Linked DNA regions of Mus musculus: region 2 is linked to region 1. The links are chromatin contacts, called in public Hi-C maps. All regions are on one chromosome and are shown on one strand. Each heading gives the region's core, a stretch centred on a gene start, on an enhancer-like site or on the middle of the called end of the contact. The rest is flanking DNA. Distances are from core to core; before and after follow the strand shown.

The links. A called contact is a pair of places that touch in the nucleus more often than the background predicts.
Region 2: a Hi-C map of CD8 T cells shows a contact between it and region 1, with 4 times the contacts expected there. The contact joins two enhancer-like sites. A contact is called at or near these places in 1 of 15 datasets of contacts at CTCF or cohesin (pro-B cells), 15 of 484 Hi-C or Micro-C datasets (B cells, CD4 T cells, CD8 T cells and 8 more) and 3 of 115 datasets of contacts at active chromatin or transcription factors (CD8 T cells, astrocytes and memory CD8 T cells).

Annotation. Positions count from the first base shown.
Region 1 is chr9:32,484,973-32,491,381 of GRCm38.p6, reverse strand. All of the region lies in intron 1 of Fli1 (Friend leukemia integration 1), which reads left to right. Among named protein-coding and RNA genes, the nearest start is that of Gm22060, 41 kb to the right of the region's middle. Within about 2 kb of position 3,286, at least 19 of the 459 cell types and tissues checked have an H3K27ac peak or open chromatin away from gene starts, as enhancers often do. A contact at or near this core is called in CD8 T cells, where this site is marked.
Region 2 is chr9:32,578,195-32,584,055 of GRCm38.p6, reverse strand. No RefSeq gene overlaps it. Among named protein-coding and RNA genes, the nearest start is that of Gm31871, 13 kb to the left of the region's middle. Within about 2 kb of position 1,730, at least 9 of the 459 cell types and tissues checked have an H3K27ac peak or open chromatin away from gene starts, as enhancers often do. A contact at or near this core is called in CD8 T cells, where this site is marked.

The DNA of each region.
Region 1 (6,409 bases), core at 2,037-4,536:
CAGAATGTCCCAGGCAAATGGGAGTCTAGGATCTCTGCACTAACGGACTTCAGGTTCAAAACCATGGGAGGGAGGCCACAAATCATCCAAGTTGATCCTTTGATGTTGTAGGTCAAGAAATGAACCCATACAGATGAGGTGCCTTTTAACTATAGCAGGGTTTATAAATCACAGCAAGATTATGTTTATGGGATACCTACAGTGTGACAGACAAGAGTTAGGATGCCATTATTAGATATTACTCTATGGTAACATACTAAACAAATTTTACAAAAAAAAAAAAAAGAAAGAAAACTGAGGCACAGAACGATGAAAGAACTTGCATAAGGTCATAGAATTTGCATCTTCTAGGTGCAGAATTCAGATTCTGACATTCGGGCCTTGCAGGCAACATCAGAGATGGTAGCTCAGTGCTTCTCTCTAGCAGCCAGCATGGAGAGGGCACTTTATACACAGCCACTCAAGGCAGCCCTTTGGAGCAACTTCTGTCGTTTTGTATATTTTGGATAAGGGGGTAAAGCAGTAATAATGTCTACAAAAAAAAAGCAGGAGCAAAATCTAGATAGTGAGGCACAATGGAAGTGTATGCCAAACTGCAATGAAAACCAAAGTTGGAGATTCAAACAGAAAAGCCCATGTGACACTGAGGGATGAAGCACCAAACTGTTGGTAGAGGGCTAGAGTGGGGCAGACCTCAGGCCACAGGAGAGGTTACTATGGTGGCACGAATCGAAGGGAAGCTTCCAAGAGGAGACAACCAGATTGTGACTGGGTGGGGCTTGGCGAGGCAGAGGGATGGGAGAAGGCAACTGGATGAGGGGAAAAGCTGGGTCCAGCTCGAGGAAGAAAAGCACTACTTGTTAATTACCAATGCAGGAAGAGCAAACAGCGGGTCACACATTCACCTAAAGGTGACAAGTGATGGCAAAGAGGGTGGGAGAGTTGATATATGAGAAGAGAACTCTCGCACTGGACATTAGAATGCAGAAGAAGCAAGCGAGATGGAATGGGAGCAGAAGCAAAGATGGGTGGGAGAAGGCACAAAGGATGCTGATGAGAAGGACCAGGATGGAGCAGCAGGAGAGTCAGCAGCACAGAAGGCAGAGCCTCAAGCTGCTGAGCCCATCCAGAAAATGGCCCTCCTCAGGCACCGCCTCCCTCTGTTCCTCCCATCAGCAAAGCATTTGCCACATGTTGCCGTAACAATATGGTAACCATATGCCCCGGGGCCACAGCAAAACTAAACACCTTGGATAGAATGGTTCATCCAGATGTGCTAGCTAGAAATATTGCACCCTCAGGACTCAAGGCTGAGCTGCCTCCCCACTTGATGGGCATGAGGTCACCAAGCCTGCCTCCCAGCCGTGAATCATACAAAGGAAAGAGCCAGAAAGACCTGGGAAGTGGATTCAGGGATCTCTCCTCTACACACCTCAGGAGGAAAGGAGTAACACTGGTGTTATGCCTGCTCAGCCCATCCAGTTGAACTGGCAATCTCCCAGAAGAGTACCAACTAAGCCCATTGGCTCAGCCCTTGGTATCAGTTGCTATGAGCAAGGGGATTTGCTTCATGGGGCTGGCTCTCCCTTCTTCTTTGGAAGTGGTTCTCAACTTCCTAATACTGTGTGACCCTTTAATACAGTGCCTCATGTTGTGGTAACATTCAACTATAAGATTATTCACTTGCTACCCCAAGACTGTAATTTTTCGACTGTTATAAATTGTAATGTAAATATCTGATATGCAACCACTGTGGGGGTCGTGACCCACAAGTTGAGAATTACTGTTCTAGGTGGTTCCACCAGGGTTAGTGAAGGGGTGGAAGCAGAGGGCCCCCTTGTGTGCTTGTTTCCTTCAGGGCTTCTGGTGAGTCTGAGAAGTCTGGTTGCCGTGGTAACTGTCACAGGAGAAAATTGTGGGTTCAGGTTGTAGTTTCTAAGAAAAAGACCTCCAGTGATTGTTTGACAAGAGTGCTCAGTGGCAAAAAAAAAAAAAAAGAGTGCTCAGTGGCTTTGCATTAGAAATAGCCAACGGATGTGGCTTGTTTTAAAAGAGGACCAGGCTGGGATGGAGAGCAAAGGTCAAAGCTTCTCCAAAAATGCTGCAGTGCGGAAAGAAGATGTCAGTTAGTGGTAGAGGTGTTGGTGAAGAGGAGGGAAAGAGGGAGAAGGAGAGGGAGGCAAGGATTTCTGCCTTTCCCATCATGCTCTGGGGTTTTTATTCCTCAGAATAACAGATTGTATACCTACTAGATCCTGAGAAGTGTTCAAGCAAAGGAAGGAGGAAAGGATCTGGAAGGCTGACATTGCTTTTCTCTTGATTAGATCAGAATCAGTATATGAGGAAATAAAAAGAAAGTTTTTGTGGCCCTAGGAGTCAAAGCAATACCCCAGAGTTCCAGCCACCTATCCTATCTCCTCTCCTCAATGTTTAAGCAAACTGGCAGCAAGCATGTTATCCCCTGATGAACAAGCCTCTGCCCCTGAGGAGAGAGCAGGCTGGCAGGTCTACACTGCCTCCTTCTCTCCTCCCATCTTCAGAGTCTTCTGTTATCTCTTCAGGTCTTGATTGGGCTTTGGGGGAGACAAACAACCAGTTCTCTGGTATTTCATATGACTGCTACTGCCATCTGGAGAAAACAGGCAGGACAAAGCCCAACAGCAAGACAGAAATCACATCTTCTACTGTGTGTCAGCAACCTCCCAAGTACAACTCACCTGAGCCAAACTTGCCTGTGGGACCCAATTCTGCCCTCTTAACTGAGAATTCTCTTTTATTATTTCCTCCTGTAGCACTCAGGCTTTTAATCCTGCCCGGTATCAGGCCTGGCAGAACAGGGAAGAACAGTTCAAAGTTCCTAACCCCAGTCAGTCAACAGCCTGCCTTCATCCTGCCCAGTCCCACGGCACCATGGAGGTCCACCTTAGATCACCTCCAGTTTTGTTATCTGGAGAGATTGTCGCCTGGTGGTCAGATGGGAGGACATAGCCAGTGGATCTCAACCTATGAGTTCATGACTCCTTTTGAGGTTGTCTAAGATCATTGGGAAATTCAGATATTTACATTATAACTCAGAAGAGTAGTAAAATTACAGTAATGAAGTAGCAACAAAAGTCATTTTATGGTTGGGGGGTCTCCACAAAATGAGGGATTATATTAAAGGGTTGCAGCATTGGGAAGGCTGAAGACCACTGATTTAAGTGCAACAGAGCTCTATCAACCCCAGTGTCTCCACTGCCTTCTTAAAAAGGCAGACTTCTGCGAGGTCAGATTCATCGAGGTGAAACAGAAAGCAGGGACTAAGGAGATTGCTTAGTCAATACCTGAATTACTGTGCAGGCATGAGGACCCGAGTTCAGGTCCGCAACGCCCACATAAAAACCAGATGAGGAGGCCTTTGTCTATAGCCCTAACTCTAGAAACACAGAGACAGGAGGATTCCTGGAACTCACCAGCCAACCAGTCTTGCCAAAGTGATGAGTGCCAGATCAAAAAGAGAGGGAAGGGCAAGTAATATGATCAAAACATACTTCATGAAAAAATTTCAATAAAAAAATGAGAGTGATCAAGAAGGATATCTAGCATCAACCTCCGTGTGTGTGTGTGTGTGTGTGTGTGTGTGTGTGAGAGAGAGAGAGAGAGAGAGAGAGAGAGAGAGAGAGAGAGAGAGAGAGAGAGAGAGAGAAACAGAAAGTAAAACCGTAGCGCAAAACATTCTCTTCTTGGGACACAGACAGGTCTAGAATCCCCCATCCTGTGAGTTTCCACATTCAGCAGTATGATCATGCTCTGTGGGAGGAGAGTTTAACTTTGATCTTTAGCAATGCCCTTTAAATGTGGTTGCAGTCAAAAAGTAATGGCGAGGACTCAAAGTCAACAGGCAAAGACACACACAAGCCCAGAGAGAGATGGAGAAGCAGCTGACTGGAGGCACAGTTAGAAGAGGCCTGGGCTCTGGATCCTGGTGTGTAGCATCCCCTGAGAGGTCACAGAGATCCTGTCCTTTGAACCCACTTAGGCCCATCATCCTAATTTGTTAATCCCAATGAAATCCTTTCATATGCAAGGAATCCCACTGTCACTGCAATCAGGGGAGCACCCCTCTCTGGACCATCCACTGCAGAAGCTGCCTCCCCAGCAAGTGGCAATTTGAGACAGGGATGGTGTCTTTGGATGTTTTGTGCTGCTCTAGCACAATGCCACAGGCTGGCTGTGCTAAAAAAAAAAAAAAAGTTGGCCTTATGGGTTCTGCAGACTGGAAGATGCCAAAGGGCATGAACTGGAGAGGGGGCCTTGTGCTGATATTATGTCCTAAGTGGCAGAAGAGAGAAACAGAAGAAAGAAGGAGAGTAGAGAAGAAAAGAGAGGGTGAGCCAGAGAGATAAGTACTTGGGAGGAAGAGGGCCTGAACTGGGTGCCCCTGTGACTAATCCACTTCTACAAGAGTGACTGTGAACCATTCCTACAGGCAGATCATCAGGGGACACATCCTCTTAGCAGAGAGAGCAGTCTCAAAAGGGAGTTTGGTGACCAAGGAAATGACTAGGGCAAGCCAGGCTTCCCAGGGCTCTGAGAAGGGTCTGCCTGTGTGTGTGCAGCCTGAGATTAGAGGGGACAAACTGAAAATGGCTGCAGAGCGTATGATCCCTGCAGTCAGTCAACTGGAGTTGTCATTCTGGAGCTGAGGAACCCCAGGCAAGTCCTGGGTCTCTTTAAGGTTTGGTTTCCGTCTTGGTAGCATGAGGACCCAACTTACATTTTAAAGGGTTATGGTTACAAAATTGTCTTGGGAACATCAAACAATAGTTATTCTAGCTTTACTTTTTGACACAGATCTTGCTAAGTAACCTAGACTGGGTCCTCAAACTCTGGATCTGTCTAGCCTTAAGCATCCCCAAGCGTTAGGCTACAGGTGTGAGCCACCAGGCCTGGCTATTTAACCTGTCTAGTTTAAAAGTGTGAGTTGGGGGAGTCGGGGGTGGGGGAGTACACACCTTTAATCCCAACACTTGGGAATCAGAAGTCGAAGGATCTCTGTGAGTTTAAGGCCAGACTGCTCTACAAGTTCCAGGACAGCCAGGGCTACAGAGAGAGTCTCTGTCTTGAAAAACCAAACCAACCAACCCACCAACCAACCAACCAACCAACCAACCAACCAGCCAACCAACCAACCAACCAACCAAACAAACAAACAAACAAACAAACAAAAAATGGTCCTTGTCTGTTTGGTGCTTGGCTTTATGGCACCGGAGATGAACATAGGGTTTTACTAACCTAGGTGAGGACTGTGTTTCTGAGCTACAACAGCTGTTGTCACCTGATGTCCATTGTGTTGTCCTTTCCAGAGAGTAATTCTACAATATAGTGGTTAGAGGAGTTTATCCCAACATTGATTCCCTTTCACTGTGTGAACCTGGAATAGTTATTCTCTGTGCCTCAGTTTCTCCATCTGGTCCATCCTGGTAAAAACCACAGTCAAGGGATTTTCAATCACCCTTTGAGTATGGATTTTCTAGCACACACACACACACACACACACACACACACACACACACACACACACACACACAAATGAGTCCCAAACTCACAGAGGTCCTTCAGCTTCTGGTTTCCAAGTGTTGGGGTTAAAGGTGTGCATCACCACTACCTGGCTCACACTTTTAAGTTAGAAAGGTTAAATAGCCATGTGTGGTGGCTCACACCTATAGCCTAGGCTTGAACGAACTACAGTGGCCCCCATCCACTCTATTTAATGGTTTGCTGTTATAATCTGGAGGTCAGTTCTGGCTGGTGGCTGGTGGCTGATGACCGTAGGTCCTCTCTGTGTGTGCATGTGGTCCTTTCCATGCAGATTTAGTAACTTCTTTGGACTTCCTCATAACATGATGCTGATTTGTAAGGACTAATATGAAGTGGGTGGAGGCATTAGTACTTTTTATCATCTAGCCTCTGAGGTCAAGCAAGAGAACTTCTATGACCCTGAATTTGTTGACGCAACCATGAAATTCCATCGGGCTTCAGGGGTATAATGGTTAACTTGCATTGTAATTTGGATGATTTATAGTCACCATGGGCGTGTGTCTCGGGGTGAGTCTGTGGAGATATTTCTGAAAAGGTCTGACTGATGAAAAATGCTTTAACTTGAATATGAATAGCACCATCTCACGGGCCGGGATCCGACTGGAGAAAGCGACCTGGATGCTAGCATTTGTCTTTCTTGGCAACGTGACCATGAATGCAGTGTGACCAGCCACCTCATTTCTACTGCCACCATACCCTGCCCAGGATGATGGATGGGATCACCTTAAACTACAAATCAACACAAACACTTCCCTCTTTAATTTGCCTCCTGCCAGGTATTTTGGTAACAGAAATGAGAAAAGTTGCTGAGAAAAGGGAAGAGAAATAG
Region 2 (5,861 bases), core at 481-2,980, 94 kb before region 1:
AACTAACCACACAGAGGAATGGCTAACCACCCCTCCAGCAGAGACCAGTGTGGTCTTGGAGAATCGGGAAGCTTCCTCCTGTCTTTCCCTTTCTCTTGCAAAAGGATCAATACCAACGAGACAGAGGGTGGTCAGCAGCTTTGACTTTGGCAAGTTGAGCTTAACTTAATTACCGTCAAATCCATACTGGAAAATTAGACTAGAATTACTAGACCTTGAATTCACTCTCTATCTTAACTTCACACCCCTATTTGCCTCGTTTCCCTGTTTGATCACTGTGTGGATGTCACCGGAACAGGAACACAAAATTCCCCAAAACACCCAGATCAAAGGAAAATTCAGAATTTCCTCGATGTTTGCTTCGTCCTTCCCTGTGAAGTTTTTTTTTTTTAATGACTTTCTTTTCATTTCTCTAATCGATAAAATTGTAGATTTTATATTGGAAACTGTGAGCATCGTGTCACTGATCTGTGGAAACAGAGATGAGGTTTTCCCTCCTGCACTTTAATGACTCCTCCATCCCACCCTGGGACAGTGACACCTGTGGCCTTCTCATGTCCCTTGCACATGCTTCAGCCACCACACAAGGAGCTGCTTTCTCTCCTCAAGTCCTGCCAGGGCTCTCCTACCATTTTGCCTGAAACCCACCCCACCCTACCTCACCCCACGCCACCCTACTGCTGTCTCTACTTAGGAATCCTAGATTCACCCTTCCAGTTCCTGCTCAGCTGAAACATCTTGGGAGACTGTCACCAGGACAGGTGTTGTATGTCCCTGCTCTCCTGACACATTTTGCTGAAATTCAGGGTTGTATGCTATGTCCTTGAGTCCCATACGAGCAATGGCTGCACACTTATTCTTGAATGACCAGAAAATAGAAAGAGTATTATCTGGAAATGACAGGTGCTCAGAGGCCCTGTTGGTAAATAATAGACAGATATGGTACAGTGGTTAGAAAAACCAACGGACTGTCAGATAGATGGATGGATGGATGGATGGATGGATGGATGGATGGATGGATGGATGGTGAGAGGTAGGGAGGGAGGGAGGGAGGGATAGATGGCTCAATAGAAAGTAACAAGGTGTGCCTAGTTCATACAAGACTTCCAATATCATCCCTCCTCAGTCTTCAAATATCTTAAATTACACAGCTTTCTTGAGGTGTGTTTGGGTTAGGGAACGGAGAAGTTACCTCACTCCATAATATAAGTAACCGATACTTCCCATCTCCTACCACATTTAAAACCTTAGGAGCTAAGGGCTTAACATGTAAAGGGCCCTGAGTTTGGTCCTCAGCATCTCATAAACACACAAGCATATGTCAAAAGTTGTTTAATGTTTTGTCTCCGCTAAGTAAGAATTGCGGACTCTCAAGCTCTTCTTCCAGACTGTATTTGGTAGGAGATTCGGGCTTTGGAGTTATTGAATTCTCCATGGCTTTTCCATGGGTTTTCTTCAACACACCAGAATAACTACCTTATCCAATGATAAAAATCAGCCCCCGAAGGTTCCGGCCTCGAATAAAGGATGCCTCAGGCTGTCTGAAATCCTTGTGCGGAACCTGAAGAGGAAGTGTGAGGATTTGGGGCAAGTGGAGAATGTCGTGGAGAGATAAGAGTGAAACAGGAAGAAAGAAAGGAAAGGGAGGAAGAAAGCAGGCTGTGTGGAGCGCTCTGGCCACTGGGCTCCTCCACTCCACACAGTGAACCCATGAAAGCTTAGCAGGACACACGGCTTCCGATGGAAACAGGAAGCTTGTGAGGAAGTCTAGGAGAGAAAGGGCTGTCTTAGAAGATAAACCTATGCCCCATAAACCCATAGGTAGTGCCTGGTTGGCCATAAGCTAAGACAAACAGGAACGTCAAAGGGTGCTCAGGTTTTAAGAAACACAGCAATCTGGCAGAAACAGGGACGCAGATGCTAGGGTCTTTCCTGCTGACACTGTAAAGAGGAACAGGAGGTGTGTTTTGATGTGCAAGACTCCTCTCTACTTCCTTTACGTGCTCAACAGGCAGATGGCAGCCTAATCTCAGTCCCCCACATTCCTTTACATGGCATCCTTGTGATAGCTACCTCTCTACTCTGAGAGAAAATACATCCTTGTCTAAGACTGAGATACAGAGATCTCCCATATGTACCCATATGTACCCATATGAACTCTTGTTATACATGTCTAGGCTCCATTGGCTCTGAACTCCCACCATAAAATCCACATGTGCGTGCCATCTGGCAACCTAGGTGGAGATTCTCGTCATCTAAGGTTAGGCAAACTCTGGCCTCACTGGAGAGGCTGAGTGATGGGTGCCTTCCAATGACTTTCAATGTGTTAACTTGGTGCACCGTAACACTAACACCCCTCCTCCCAAGATCTCCTACTAGACAAGAGATCTGAGACATACAGAATTCTTACCCAGGGGGCACTAAGCCCATGCAGGCTCTATGCCCTGGTATCATAGCTGAAGAGCCATCTTTTCACCAGGCAAAACTGTCCCCTGTAACTTCTATAATCGTCCAAAGGCACAAACACTTAAACTCCAGCAACCACAATAGAGTGGTTGAGGAGTAGCCAAGGCAATGCTTTCAGAAAGTTACAGAGTCGGGTGTGTTGACTTAGGCTAGGCCTGCTCCAAGACCTTCATGCCTTCAGTTGTTTATTATTATTATTATTATTATTATTATTATTATTATTATTATTATTCACCACGCTTTGCAGTGGAAAAGCGAGAACTTCCCAGACCGAAAGTGCAGCAAGGACACTACCAAGCCATTCAGATTGTCCCCACTATTTAGAAGTTTCTGCGCTGGCCAAGGTTCTGCTGAAATCTCATTTTTCATTGCACACTGAAAGAAGAGATGAGCACAAGTTGACCCACTCCAATTCTCAAGTCCAAACTCCCGGATCTAAATTGTTTGTAAGCTTAAATGGCATCTCAAGTGGAAAACTCACACAGAAATCTATGTTTCATGCACAAAGTCGTTTTTAAAATTACACAAAATGCCTTGATGCTCTGTGTGGAACGTATGTGTAGAACATTAACGAGCTTTCTGTTTTGACTTGGACCAGTCCTCAAGCTATCTCATTCTATCCATGAAAACATTCCAAAACCAGAACCACTCTGCTTCCAGGCATTCTGGGTATTCATTTATTGGTGTAATTTCTAAGTTTCAGGAACAAAATGATACCAATAGTTTAGAGGCACAAGTATGTGTCATACTGTGTGACACAGCGATTCTGAATAGAGTTTCAGATTTGAGGGCATTCTCGGATGCAGGTCCCCATGGGCAGTCCCCTAACACCACTACAGTGGCCAGGCTCTGGAAACAGACCTGCCCTTAGCATTTGCAGGGTCCAGATGAAGAACACAAGTGTGAGGACAGAACTTATGTCTAAATGCTTAGAAATTTAACTCGAGTTAACAAACTGGTGCATAAATTTGCTCTATCCTCCAAACTTGAAAATCTTATGATGCAATGTAAAAGCCTGTAGGGGTGTACACCTTTTATCTCAGCACTAGAGAGGCCTAGGCAGGTGGATATCTGAATTTGCAGCCAGCCTCCAGGGCAACCAGAACTACAGAGAAATTCTCTCTCTCTCTCTCTCTCTCTCTCTCTCTCTCTCTCTCTCTCTCTCTCTGACAATTCAGTTCTTATTTTGAAGTCTTCTCACATATTAACCCATTTCAGTCTCAATGAGGTAAATGCTACTATTGCGTCCATTTGACATATGAGAAAACTCAGGCTCAGAGATGAAGTATACGGTCCAGTTTCAAGCACACCATTAAGGACAGAGCATCATGTCCAAGAGTCAGGATGTGAGTCACTCAGCATTCGCCATATGCTCTTTGTAAGTGAACTCAATTGGATCTTGGTCCCCACTTCGAATTGAAGGACTTAAGTTCTCTTCTTAGGAGTACATTCTTCTATACTAGAGTTTATTTCAGCAATGACTCACTTTTATGTATATTTTTGGTTGTTTCTAGGCATTTTCCCTCCATCCATATAGATCAGCTTAGCTACTTCCCTCCTTCATTATCTCAAAGTATTCCTCATTGAAGTCTAAGCTCATATAATTTTACTATTCGTCTTTATCCATCAATAAACTCTAATTCACGTGATGGCTAAGAATGTCTTTGGGGAGAGTAATATGTTTTGTAGTTAGCAATCAGACTGAGGCATTTCTTATGGCACAGAATGTCTTGTTCATGACACTGACCCCAGCAGCTCTTCCACTGCCTGGTCTACATAGGTTCTTAATGTATAGTGGCTACTATTAAATGAATAAATTAAATTCTGAAATACTGAGAAATACTCTAGAGAACTCTTCAAGTTCTCTCCTTTGATTGACCCATGGGCATTTCACTCAGCTAAACTATGGAATTTTCTACTCAGCACCTGCCTGTCTTCCAGGGTCACACCAGAAAGGCTCAATGAGCTAGTACACCCTACTCTAGCTTCCTCACACATAATTACAAAACTAACCAAAGCAAGCAAATAAATGAATGAACAAGTATTCTTTCCTCATGTTCACAACAGTTCTGACACCAAATATGTGTGTCTCTACCACAGTAGGCAATTCTCCAATTCACTAAATACCAGTTGGCTTTCTTACAATTCAATTTCATATTCACATTGTATAGCTGGAGTTATGCAGGCTGCCCTAAAAGTCAACTCTACTTCAGAGACCAATCAGGAATGGGGTCTGCCATACTTTCTACCAACAGGCTATCAATTCAGTGTTCCCAAGAACTCATTTATCGGTTTCATACTTTACAAGAATGGTTCTTTGAACTAAAAGTTTATCTCTCATCAGCCATTATTAAGAGCCTTACAGGATACTAGTGGTTTGAATGAAAATGGCCTCCTTAGGCTCACAGGAAGTGGTACTATTGGGAGATATGGCCCTGTTGGAGGAAGTAAGTCATTGGGGGTGGGCTTTGGGGTTTTAGAAGCTCAAGCCAGGCCCAGTATTATTCTCTTCCTGCTGCCTCACAATCTGGATGTAGAACTCTCGCCGTGTCTGTTTGCATGCCACCATGACGGCAATGGACTAAAACATTGCTCTAAGCCAGCCACAATTAAATGCTTTCCCTTATATGAGTTGTTGTGGTGATGATGTCTCTTCACTACAATAGAATCCCTGACTAAGACGCATACGAACGAGCACTCAGGTGAGAGCTAAACAGGATGAGGCTCACAAAACGGCCCTGAGTCTGTTGGCAATTTGGGGGTATTCTTTCCCAGCACATGGACTGCTGTATGATGACAACCTGAAGGTTCTCCAAATGCCGTAGCTCAGGGTTGTCATGGAAGCTTTACTTCATGAGTATGATGGAGTAAGGAATTGTCATTGATAATTAAACTCAACCTCTAGCCCCTCCTCCACTCTTTAGAAGTCAGGAGCTAAGGCTCAAAGCTTCTATCTCAATCACAGACCTGGTTCCCCTGGCAACTAACCCCACCCACCAAGATCCATCTCATTTGCATAAAATCGGGTGTTAGAGAAGAACCATATTATTAGAAACAACAAAATACTCCTTTCACCTCTGCTAGGAACTAAGAACAGAGGTCAAATATGTAGGGTTTTTTTCATGTTTAATTAGCATCTGTGATGGTTAATGTCATCAACCTGACTTGATCTGGGTTATCTAGAGGACAAGCTCCTGCACTTACCTGTGGGAGATTATCTAGATCAGGTGGAGGTAGGAAGACCCTTTTTAACTGTGGGGAGCACCATTCCATGGGCTGGAGTCCTGGTATGAATAAGGAGAAAGGAAAGAGAGCTGGATACCAGCGCCCACCCACCTATCTCTGCTTCCTGCCTGCAGCAAGGCCATGCACCTCCATAGTTCAAAGGAAGAGAT